Linked DNA regions of Astyanax mexicanus: region 1 is linked to region 2. A link is a contact called in public Hi-C data. All regions are on one chromosome and are shown on one strand. The core of a region is the stretch at or near the end of the contact, and the rest is flanking DNA. Distances in the headings are between cores, read along the strand shown. Region 1 holds the start of pard3aa (par-3 family cell polarity regulator alpha, a). Region 2 overlaps pard3aa (par-3 family cell polarity regulator alpha, a).

Region 1 (6,321 bases), core at 1,682-4,181, 84 kb after region 2:
GATTGCTTCTTTTTTCTCAGACTGATATTCAATCTAGCATTTTCTGCTGAGATCAGCTCAATACTGATACCCATCTAAACTAAATGCACCATCACAACCACAGATGTTACATATCAGTTACAGCTTGCTTAAAAAAATGACGATAACCAAATAAGACATGTATGATGACAATGTATGCTATGTTCCTCTGAACTAATCACTCTCCCAGAGCCCATTCCCAATGTTTTATTACATAAAGACCAGTATGCTCTTTTTCCAAGTTTTTAACAGGAATGCAGGGAGCAAGGCCTCTGCATAATTTTCCATTCTAGGGCAATGTGAACTATTTTTTAAGGGTATCCTGGCAATACCAGCACTGGTTTACCAAAGAATTCAAAGCCTGCAGAACAGAGTCTGGACCTGACAGCATTATTAACAGCCTCAGCTGTTCAGAACTGGGCAGATTATGTGAGCCCAAAGCTAAATATTACATTATAATGGTTACATATGAAGCATTACTTATTATCAGTGTACTAATGCTTGTTATGCCTGCTATCAAGATTCCTCTCTCCCTCACTCACCCTCCACGATATCTATCTGCACATCTGCCCCCAAGAAGAGTCTTCTCATGTCAACATAATTACTTTAATGACTTTAATTAAACGTATTTTACGAGAGAGCTTCTTAGACAGTGCAGCAGGGGGCCACTTCTGAAAGCTCCTTAATGCTCAAACAACGTAATACAATTTAGAGAACACAAAGTTTAAGCCTAAGTCAGTAAGTTTAGGAGTTCACTGGAAATCCTCAACAGCATTAGGAATTAAGAGTAGCTAATTCTATAAGGCAGTGTTTCCCAAGCCTGCTCCTGAAATGAGTTTGCCATTATGAATTTTCTCATTCTGCCTGCTCTTGCATGTCCTTATTAACATCACAAAGGGTTTGTTGGGTAGAGTCAGAAGTGTTTGGAGGAGAAAAAACGCTAAAGACATCATGACAATCATGGTACATCTTGTCTAACACAGTGAAATTTCAGTGCATTTCATGCTGTAAAACACTCACTACAACTCTAAATAGATAGTTAGTTAATGAGTTGACTAGTTAAACGTGCAGGACATCTAACTCCAGGACATGTTCCTGAGGGCACACATCCCTGCTCATAATAGTATTGTACCTGATTTAACACAACCACTAGAACTATGAAAGGGGTTGTAAACGGTTGCAAATGGCTAAATTAGTTAGATCAGAAGAAGCAGGGGAAACACCACGAACAGGACTTAAAAAACACTGATCACACCACCTACAAAATCTCACAGTTTTAGGGTCACATGGACCAGAGTTTAGTTTTACTATTATGCGAGGCTAAATTAAAAAATAGAACATTTGGTGTAAACCTTCATAACTCTCTTGGCAGAGAAATGAAAAAAAAAATGTTTTAATATTCTGAGAAGAATTGTTTAATCGTTTTTTTTTATTTCTCCCCGTCACAATCTGAATATCAGAAAAAAATAAACAGTATTTAATCTGTCACAAAAATATAGATATTGTAAAAAAAAAAAGATTTTTATTTGAAAATGTATTTTTTTGAATAATCTTCAGAAAAAAAAGATGAAAACATATTTCTTCTAATTTCTACCATGCCAAATATAAGATAAAATATACTAATGAGGTTTTACACCCAATTTTCTAATTTTGCACCAAACAGTCATAAACCTGAACACAGTAAAAGTTACAGTGACGGAACAAACTCGTGGGTCTCCAAACGTTATCCTAGAATTTAACATTAAATGCCTATTTTTGGTCAGAAGAGGGGTGTCAGATCTGTTCTAATTGCTCAATATTGTGTTTTTATGACTGCATGCTTTCCTTGCAGCCAAGCTAAAGCACACGTGGTCAGCTGTTTGAGGACTGACCACCTGATTAACCAAGTGGAATCAGGTGTGCTGCTGCTGCTGCTGCTTATGGCTGTTTGTTTGGAATTAATGTTTGCAGCCACATTGACCCAAACCATTCCAACTTAAGAAAAGCTTGTTTTTTTTTTGTTTAAACATGGCCCAGTTTAAGAAAAAATCGGTAAAGTCAAACACAAACTCACAAGAAGGTGGTTAAATCTTCCCTCCAATAAACTCAGCTCCCAAACAAACCTCCTCCTGGTGGCCAGGAGAAGTTTCCTCACCTCATGGGAAAAACCAGGAGCCAAACCAACAGAGAGCTTCTCTTTTACAAGTCTAACTTCTCTTAGAAGTAAAAGAAGTGCACCAAAAACACAGACATAGAGACATATAAATCAGTCTAACGCTATCTGTTGTCTGAAGTGGATACATATATGCATACAAACTGTTACATATTTGCTGACTGAAGTTTTGTTTCTTTGTTTCTGTGAATCAACAAACAAACATTCACACACCAGCCCAAACTGTCAACACCAAACACTCTTAAAAACAAGCTCAACCCAAATTAAAACCACTTTTCTCAGGAGAACAGAGATAAATAAAGCTAAATATCCCTTTCTCCGGCTCTCTTGCCTGTTCTTCTGCCAGAGAAGCGCCATGTTGAGGAGCTGCAGCAGTTTTCCACCTTCAGAGGAGAGAAAAGGGGCGAAAACCAAATAAATTCAGAGGCTCTTACCTTGGCTATAGCTTTCTTATAGCGCATGGCCGCCTGCTGGATCAGGCTGTGGACTTTAATATTCCCGTCTCCGCACGGAACGACCACCCGGGTCCTCCCGAAGCACACTGTCACTTTCATATTCCTCTCAGGAGCCCGGAGAGTCCGGAGCGACGGCGGGTTTACACTCGGAGCCTCGCCTCCAAACACAGCAGATACATTATATCCACACAGCCGCGTTGCGTTATCCCTCCATACCTCACAGCTCCACTACAGGACCCACCTGTTCAGCCACTGCCAGACTCTCTCTCTCTCTCTGTCTGTCTGTGTATGTGTGTGTGTGTGTGTGTGTGTAAACGCAGTGAATGGGTTGGGCAAGTCGAGCACTGACTCACAGTTTCTCCTCCTCCTTTCTACTTTCTCACACACACACATTCATAGGGCATTCCCAGTAACAGCCTATTTACACATATACATTTCTGGGAAAAAAATTAAGAGACCACTCCAGTTTTTTAATCAGTTTCTCTGATTTTGCTATTTTAGGTACATGTTTGAGTAAACTGAACATTGCTGTTTTATTCTACAAACCACAGACAAAATTTATCCCAAATTCCAAATAAAAATATTGTCATTTAGAGCATTTATTTGCAGGAAATGATCAATGGCTGAAAAAAAATGATTGAGTTTAAGTTTTCAGACCTCAAATAATGCAAAGAAAACAAATTCATATTCATAAAGTTTTTAATCACAGTTTTCATGCATCTTGGCATGTTCTCCTCCACCAGTCTTACACACTGCTTTTGGATTTTGGAACTTTATGCCACTGCTGGTGCAAAAATTCAAGCAGTTTAGCTTGGTTTGATGGCTTGTGATCATCATATTCCTCTTGATTATATTCCAGAGGTTTTCAATTTGGTAAAATTAAAGCAACTCATCATTTTTAAGTGGTCTCTTATTTTTTCAGGGCTGTATTTATATATTTTTAGTAAACAAAGTAAACAAATTGTGCCCATATTATTTATTTATTTTCTGAGATTTCGGATAGAGCCATTAGTGAGCCATTAGGTGGCCACTTTCTCTTGAACAGTAAAAACACATATTTTCTTTACTTCAAACGTATCTTCAAGGCTGATGAAACAAGGTAGGATTTTCAATTAGCTCAGTAACCAAAGGTTCAGGACTGTCCAATAGGGGTTGACCCCTAGCTCTTCTTCTATTGGCTTGGCCTCAGGCTTAGGCTTTATGGCTAAACTGAGCACCCTGACACCCTATTACTACCATGCAGCCAATAACCCAATAATTTAGAGAGTATCTTAAAAAACAAAAATTTAAGTAAAAAAAAAAAAGCAAATTTAAGTTACCAAACATGTCTTAGCTGTTTGACTAATTTTGGAATAAAAAAATGACTTTTTTTTACTGAACTATTCTTTTAAGTTTTCACTGAGATTACATAGTGGAAAAGCATAAACCATACAACCTGCATTAGGAATTCTTTAAACAATCTGAGGAAACGTGTCTGTCCAAGTCTGAGGCCTAAAATGTGAGTAAACTAGTGACAAGGCATATCTAGGGAGGATTTTGATTTGTGGAATGAAAAAGGTCTAATCATGATAGAGACAACAACAGCATTCATACTTACATTCAAGATGTAGACAGCAAAATACAATATAGACATAAAAAATATGGATATGAGTTTGTAACATCATTCCACATGTTGTGTGAAAGCTTCTAATGGAAAATGAGACCTCTTTACAAGAAATGACATTATATTACCAGACGTGTCACGACAAGCAAAGTGTGCTGAAAGCTTTCTGAGAAAAAAAGTATCCAGACCCGGACAAGAGTTAAAACCTGGTGCTTTAGATGGAACATGTGACTTGACTAAGTGCTGTTGTGTGTAATGTCTAAGGTTTGTGCTCAATACAGCACCTGTAATGATGAGATATAGGAGTTACAACTGTTCCTCCTTCCTGACACCCATGTTTATGGGCACTTCCAATTAATAACTATTAATCAAACAATTCTCCAATTGGTGAGATTTTTTATTTACTATTTATTTTAGAAGTTATGTTATTTTAGGTGCCTTTATAAATAAAGAAATACATCAAGTCTAAGTAAAACAAATTTTAGTTTTGTAATGAAAAACAAATTGCTTCCATATAAGCAGGACAGATTTATTATAAACATTTTGGGTTGTTTCTAAAACCATAATGTAAGAATTACTTCTCTAACTAATAAATTCAAAGGGTATTCACCCTGTATATCCACATTTCAGTGAGTGTTCCTGAACTTTCTATTTCTCCTTTTGGCAGGTCTTTTCAGTTACTCTTCTCTGCCTCCTACTGGTGCTCTACACAAACTCTTCAAGTCACTGGTTCATGTCCTATTTGTGATTCTTTTTTTTTCTGTCAAACTAAAATGACATCAGATAAACCGCAAAACGTAGTCTCTTAAATCAAATGACAATATAATTGTCAGTACACTGAACATGCTTTACTCATGACGTACGCTGAGTGGAATATGGGACTGATCAGATCTCCTCATATGGAGCTGATTTAGAGAAAATCCTTAGCCAAGAGGTAGCACAGAGCGAGCTATGAAACGAGTCCTGGGCTTGAAGCTGAACTTTCTTACATTAAATAGCCACCTGAGAACAGTGGAGAAGCTGGCAGGACGTCTCCACATAACCATTTATTTAACCATCTGACTCATTCAGCCCCAGTCTACCACACTGACATGCCAAAAATCGTGGGATTACAGTATTTTATATTAGTTTAGTATTGATCATATATTGTTAATGCAGGACAACACACACACACACATCCATCCAACAAATCAGTGCATCTTTCTTTACCTTCCATGAGACATGGCAAAAGTCATGGTACACAATGCTAGATCCTGTCTCATGACTTTTGGCATGTCCGTGTACATAATGTTTACAAAGGTGAGATTTTCTTTTATAAGTATTTATTGGACAAGCAGCAGAATCATGTTTGTCACCTCTTATTTGTTTACTTTTTTACATTTTGAAAGTAAATACAATTATCAGTATAACGGTTTTATTACAATATTTTTTTTCCTCTTACTTTGATACATTTAAAAAAAGAAAAACACACGACAACTGCAAACGTGAGAAAAGAAAGCATGGTTGTTTTTCTCTGACACTTTTTTCTTTTTTAAAATTCTGACACAGCTCGGCACATCCGCTCGCTCTCTTGGTTTCTCTGGTTACGATTACATCGTCTAAAAATGTATTATCAGCTCTCACTTGAATAGCTATAGGCATTTTTCTTTTTTTTGTTTTCGTTGACGCTCTAGGGCGTGGCACTGGTGATGTAAACAGCATAAAATCAGAAAGGGTGGGTTGGAGGGGAGGTGGGGGGTGTTGATGGCTGCCTGGTTACTTGGAGGCCCCTCCCCCTCCCCCCACATAAGATGGAGGCACAGTCCCGCTTCTTCCCTTCGGGAGAGAGCCTGAGCCAGCCACAGCCGAAAAAAAAAGAACATGATTTGCGATCTGTCCGCCAAGTGACGATTCTTTTATGCGACGTAGCTGTACTCGTCCGCAGATGTCTGGCTCCGCTCAATGTACTGCTTGTCGATAAGCACTTCGATGCACTTCTTGATCATGCTGATACTGGGGTTGAATCTGGCTTTAGACTGGTTGATCACCTTGAAGCAGAGAGATGAGAAACATACAATAAGCTTACTGTGTGATGCATCCTTTTGGAAAAAAAC
Region 2 (6,882 bases), core at 2,405-4,904:
CAGACGCACCCTCCGCCCTGACGGATGACAGGTCACTGGTCCTTGAAGTTCATAAACCCAGACAGGGAGAGGAGGTGGCAGCCATGTTTCACACACTGTAAACAGCATCACGGTGCTCTGAGCCACACACTGCTCCCTCCATACCCCTTCACTGGGCTTTCACATGAACTGGCTTAAGGTGGTGGAAGAAGCAAAAAAAGGATGACCAGTGATATGTATTAGAACTTATTGGAAGGGAAATGCATTTGCATTCTCACAAGGTCCTAATTCTGTAGTGCCTGTAGGTAATGATTATTTTGGTAGTCAACTAATCTGACAAAAAAAATTTCCTTTAGTCAATTAGTCAATGACTTTTTCAATCACTGTGAGCATGGCCCTCACCTGCTCACTCTTTTGTCCAGTCTCATAGCAAATTAAATAATTACTGATGTAACTCAAATATAAATCTTAGGCCTAATAGCTTCATCAAATGTATTTGTGTGAACTGAGAAAGTGAGCAGAACTTGCCCCCTACCCTCGATAAACTGTTGATTATGTCGACTAATCATTCCAGCTCTAGTAGATACTGCAAGAACATATATCTCAGGAGTTTTTGACCTAGATACTTGAAGATGAAGTGCAAAGGACTTCTGGTTAGGAATCTCACAATGAAATGAGTTAAGAAACTGTATACTGCTTAGAAAGTTTAGAAAGATGTTTGTTCTATGAAGCACAAGGCACTAAAAAAAGGAGGCCTGGCATTAAGGATGAACATGTCAAGAACCTACCAGGACATTACAAACAGCTGTTCTGTGACTTTAAGCATGTAGAGCATTTAAAAACAAAATAAACCTATACCAGCAATAAATCACTTGATTCAGAATAACTGTGTAAAAGATTACTATTAAAAAAGTTAAATAAAGTTTAAAGTTTCTGGGGAAGGGCTTGAATGCAGCCATCACATTTATTTTATGTCCATTTCAGAATTAGGATTATTTAAGCAAACACTTCACCTCTCCTGCTAATTGAATTACAGTAACTGATTTAATCTCCACTTTTAATCCCAGGCTGTAATCTGATTTCCCTGCTGGGAGAGCCACAGTCCAGACTTCAGCGTGCACTTCTTTATTCCAGGGATGTGACAGAAATCTTGGTGTCTCTAATGGGTTTAAAGATGTTAATTCTTTTAGGATTTTTTGTTATTTTTATTTTTATTATTAGAAGGATAATCTTGGACTGTTTCACTTTAATTAAACATCCCTCATGTTCCCTCTAACTTTAAGATGAAGCAGTTTCCTCCTTACCAAATGTACTGGTGATGATGCATTAATAAAAATGCAAATGGTCCGAAACATTAAACTTATTTAAGTCTGCTGCCAGTGTAGCTGTGCAACTTATACATCACACTTTCAATGTCTTATGTAGTTTGTAACACTTCACTGTTGGATTTGCTGCAATAACTCAGACAAACTGAGACAATCTCACACTACACATTATTTATTTTTAGAATAGAAAGCAAGCTAAACCTTTAATGGTAAGGTATTTAGGAGCATTAGTCCACATTAGTCCATTCATTGTGAAACGTGGAAACAAACATATAAAAGCATTTAGACATATATGTAAAAAAAAAATCTACTACCCTTAGTGCATCTGATTTTAGATTTAACTATAATTTAATTACTCATCATTTTTGTTTTTTATTTATTAAATTTGTTAAGTATGGGAAAATGTAAAGTGTGCAAAATTATCACCTTTAAATTGAGGAAAACTGAAACACTCTAAGCAAGAGCTAAGGAAGCAATATTAACACTTACTAGATATTATAACTAGATCAAATATTTCACTAAGAATGTTTCTTAGTCATATCATCCTGCAATGACCCACAATGGCAGGCAGGGGGCTCAGCAGGAACGGTACATCATACATCAGTGTTTTTACCCAGGAGATAACCTGCATTAATCTACTCCAGACCCCCGCAGACTTAAACACACTGAATATCAAAACATGATTACAGAGTCCTAAATAGAAAACCAGGCAACTCCCACATTCAACGGTAGCAGACCAGGGTCCAGAGCAGATGCAGTGTCAAGGTGTGTGTGTGTGTGTGTGTGTGTGTGTGTGTTAATGAGGAGTCACATCACATCAAAATAACAGCAATTAAAAGGACACTGGAGCTGCTACAAATGACACCATATATATTTAATACATGCAAACCTACACTGAGCACCCCCATCTATTGATGTCCTAAACAAACAATGGTGGAAGATCAATAAAATGATTTAACCCTGTTTGCTGTGTGAGTATTATACATTACAAACACTATCAACATACACAATCAATAACAACATTAAATCTCCCATATTGACCTTTATTTACAAGGACAAATATCCCCACCAGCAAACATACAATAAACCATTAATTTTCCCAAAAGCATCTTAGTTTTAATGCACAGGAACCCAAGCTTAGTTCTGAATATTGATAAAAAAAATTATTTAACCAGTTAAATTAATTTAATTGCTCATCTAATTGAGACAGAAGGGAAAATGACTGTACAAATTTTAGGTTAAATCCTGATGTAACATGAATGACAACAACAATTTCATGAGTTGTATTTTTAACATTTTGTTTAAAAAATTGTCAGAACTAGCCATATGGACTGCAAAACATTTTATTCAATTATTTTAATTGTTAAAATTGTTGGAACAGACCTGTAGAAGCGCAAATAAACTTTTAAAAGTAAAAGCTATTTTTACCTCCAGGGCTAACCCAGCACTCCAACATTCTATAAATAAGATCAATTACAAACTGTCCTGTGATGCTCTTAGGATGTTCATTAGATGTCTCTTAGGGACTTCATAAGTAAAGGACTTACAGTGAGCTGTAAGGAACTTTCAACATCTGTGACCCATACGTCACCATGAGTTCTTTTTGGTTAAGATAATCGTATATCTTCTATTGTTATAGTTCATTTAAAGTGATTATTGTAAGGTTGCATGACTTTGTCCACATAGAGCATCTGAACACATAAACTACTTGTAGTGTTATTTTACTGCAGAAAAGAGTTTTAGTTTTGTTTTATATCACCTACACCTGTAGCTCGTATATGGAACAAGGCATGTTAAGGGGCTAAGTTGGTTTTTGATGGTCAATGTGACTGGTTGATTGGAGGTGTCATGTTGGTCATTCAGCTTGGTGATGCTGATTGAACAAAGCAGTAATGCTGGACAACCAGTATGGATAAAACTTTGTCACACTAGTTATCTAGCTTGTTCAGGTTGATGCTTTTAGAGTAGCTAAACATTCAAACTCAAAATATATATATTTTTTTCCCTGAAAGACTTTTAGAAAACAGTATAGATCCATTCAACTACATCTCAACACTAATGAATGTGAGTTACAAATAAGACAATAGAGCACAATCATGGATTCTATATTCTAGTTCTTCAATAGTACAAGTAGTTGTGAAGTTTGTTGCAATGTTTAATCCATTTTGCTTCAGCTTCTGCTCACTGAGTTCTATAAAACCGAACAGGTTTTCTGTTCTTATCTCTAAGTACAGGAAATCGCACCTAAATCGCTCTCTACAGTAAATCAACTGCACATTATTTAGATGAGAGAGAACAGCATGAACAGGGAGAAGGGGGGCAGGGTGGGGTGTCGTCCTCAGAGGCATCACACACAGCAGTGATGCAGATGTGTGTGTGTGTGTGTGTGTGTGCCCAAGTCCTAGCAGACACGTTACCATGGCAGCCAGCAAATAAAAGAGTCTACCTTTCCTAGGATGAGAGGAACAGCTCTCAACACACATGCACACACACACACACACACCTGTATGACACTTTCCTCTCATCCATAAAAAAGCTTATAATATACACACACTCCAGGCCAAGCAAACCGAAGTCACAAACATAAACAGTACGTATGGACCTTTTATTAAAGCTAATATTTGGGAATTAGGGACGAAACCACTTATAAACCAAAGAGCTTTAGTGTCCATGTCTTTTATTAGAGCACATTGAGTACACATTCACGACGCAGACAAGAAAAAGTAAGTGAAGCTCTCTGATCTGACTTATTCATGGGATAACTGACAAAATGTGTTAAGGAGATGATATGATATTGGAAATGTGAGTTCACTAAGCATTAATAAGAAGGGCACAACAAGACTGGTTGTTTAATCTGATTAAGAAAACCACATCCCTATGCAAACCAGCTTTCAGAAGAGTGACAGAAAGGCTGGAATCGGCTACAAATTAATAATAATAATAATAATAAAACATTTTATTTATATAGCGCTTTTCAAGATTCTCAAAGACGCACAAATTAAAAGGCAAAAAATTACAACAACAAAATAAGGGACAGTCTTTAAATTGAACACAAAAACAATAATATAGGCAGTTACATATATATTGTTTAACTACAAAGCACCTGGTTATCCATTATCTGTTACACAGAACATACAGGAGTGTTGTTATTCCTACAAAATCACTCTATGCACACCATTACTAAAAGAACATGAACACTTCACACAAACACTAAAACCTCACCCCAACTGTGAAGCACGGTGGAGGGAGTATGGATTAAGCTGGTTTTCAACCTCAGGGCCTGGACACCATATAATCAGTGAATTTTAAAGATAATCCAAAACATCTGACATTAAAATAAAAAAAACTGAATAATTATTGAAAAGACTTGTTTAGTATTGACCAAGTTCTAATTTTAGGACAATTCAAACCCTACTATTATAAAGGTGCTATTGCATGAAAAAGGTAGTGCAACCAATGTATCCCATAAATACTGATGATCTGAAACACACCAACAACAAGGATCGCTGGTCTACAGGCCATTATATCCAAGGGCTCCCTTAAGTTTTCTAGCCTGCACTGTGGATGTTTATTCATTGTGATTAATAATTAGGAAAAGAACAGTACAACTGTATGATTATCTGAAAGCTATAATAAAAGTATTTTAGTATTCACATTTTTAGCAATCAATGCAGACAAAACAGGTAATTTCTAAGCGTTTGCTTTATATTTATTTATTTATATGTGCAATAATGTAATTGAGACCATAACAGAATATTAATTTGAAATTCGAAACTACAATGCTTTTAAAAGCCCCTAGTATTATGTGGCAAAAAGATAAAAGTATCCATTTGGCTCTGTTTCACACAGTAGGATAAAGCAATGAGAAAATCTAAAACATGCATCATCATCACTTAAACTGCTAAGTAATCAAAGCTGACTTTTAAAGGTCATTTTAATCAAATAATAAAGTAGTCGTGACTGCCCTAGTTCTAATCTGACAAGACCCATTCAAATAAAAGCACCACAGCTGGCTGGAGCATTAATTTAGAGCATTCTTCTAAATTAACACTGTTCAGACCGAGAAATATCCATTAACACAGATAGAACCATTTTTGCAGAAATGTAAACTTCTAAATCAGAATGTGTCATGTCCTCATGTACAGAGCACAGTAAAGCACATCCTCTTTACCGGCTCTAGAATGCACAGAAGCCCCCTGCTCATTCATTGCCAGGCTAATTTCTTCTTCAGAGAGAGCTGTGGGCAGCGGCCCAGGCTCCCCTGCTGTTCTTTGGGGTGATGTATTCAGAGTTGCATAACACACTACAGTTTGGCAGCTCTGCAGCCCTCATGCATTTAAAATGACAGCAGCTTAAACGCTAGCAGATACAGTCCTCGCCTCGCTCAGAGGCACATTTCCGCTCGTTCGGAGTTGTTTGGGCCTCGTATGAAATATGAATTTGAACAAACGGGACCGCATGATTTACATGAAACCCACACGAGCAAAAGCCACAAAGCAGAAAACCTCAATACTGCGCCAGGCGATTAGCATGCTAGCTGCCGCAGGGAGCACAGCAGGACCGGACAGAGTAATTAGCTTCCAGTCTGAACAGCACAGCTCTTCAGCTCAGGGTATGATCCCACTGGTGCTGATGCATGTCTCATGAGTACCATCTACAACAGTACGTACAGAATGTCCACGTTTGAGGGTGACACTCCTCCTAATTAATGCATTCAGCTGTACATTATGTTGAACTTAATAAAGAGCTCACTGTATAGAAGTTTCGCCAATAGAAAAGGACAAACGTACCTATTGGCACCATGCCTTATACTAGGTGTGAACCAGAGGAATACAAACAACTGTGTTTATATCACAATCCTAAAGGTCCACAGATCATGACATTAATGAAAAGGAACAATGAACAAAATTTACAGATTATCTACCAGATAACACCATTACAATACATTGAATAAAAGCAGATAAAAGTACATATTCTGTTGATTTTCAAAGCAAAAGCAAGTAAACAAAAACATTTATGTTTACTTCTAAATGTAACTTATTAGGACAATAAAGCATAACATATTAAAAGCATTACAGCAACACATTTGCCATACTTTTGCACAAACAACATTGTGTGTAATATGTTAAATTCTGCAAACAAACAGCAATTATGAAATAAATATGTGTAAAATGTGTTCCTTGTAAAAGAAATGCATTTATTGTAACTTTATTTTGACAAACAATACAAAAACACAAGTTCCTCTAAAACATGTGTAAAGTGCAGCAACAATTAAACAAGCAAGCATTCCACCAGGGCTCAGAATAATTAAGGGAAAAAAAAAAAGACTAAACAAAAAACTCTCCCCTTAGCTTAATTAAGGTCAATGCTAGTAACATAAATCTCCATTTTACTTACTGTATTGGAATTGCACTGAAACCCAAACATAGGACAGTTTTTCTTTTCAGTTAATGTACAAAAACAGCCATGCACACACACCCTCAAACATTCTCCCAATCACTCTAAAAAAGGAGTCGCCAGAAAAGAACTGTGGCTAACCACTGATGTTGCTCCTGGGAGGAAACACAAACTGCAACAA

What was found. Hi-C and Micro-C count contacts between places; a contact is called where the count stands out from the background.
Region 1: a Hi-C map of muscle shows a contact between it and region 2, with 16 times the contacts expected there. The contact joins the promoter of pard3aa here to the enhancer-like site in region 2. A contact is called at or near these places in 2 of 3 Hi-C or Micro-C datasets (both in muscle).

What each region holds. Positions count from the first base shown.
Region 1 is chr6:45,813,164-45,819,484 of AstMex3_surface, forward strand. pard3aa (par-3 family cell polarity regulator alpha, a) reads right to left here and starts at 2,932. Exons shown (of 23, transcript XM_015602814.3): 1 at 2,605-2,932. The coding sequence starts at 2,724. It overlaps cul2 (cullin 2), which reads right to left. Exons shown (of 21, transcript XM_007238650.4): 21 at 5,534-6,255. The coding sequence ends at 6,124.
Region 2 is chr6:45,728,222-45,735,103 of AstMex3_surface, forward strand. All of the region lies in intron 2 of pard3aa (par-3 family cell polarity regulator alpha, a), which reads right to left. Among protein-coding and RNA genes, the nearest start is that of pard3aa, 84 kb to the right of the region's middle. Within about 2 kb of position 3,655, the one cell type or tissue checked has an H3K27ac peak away from gene starts, as active enhancers do.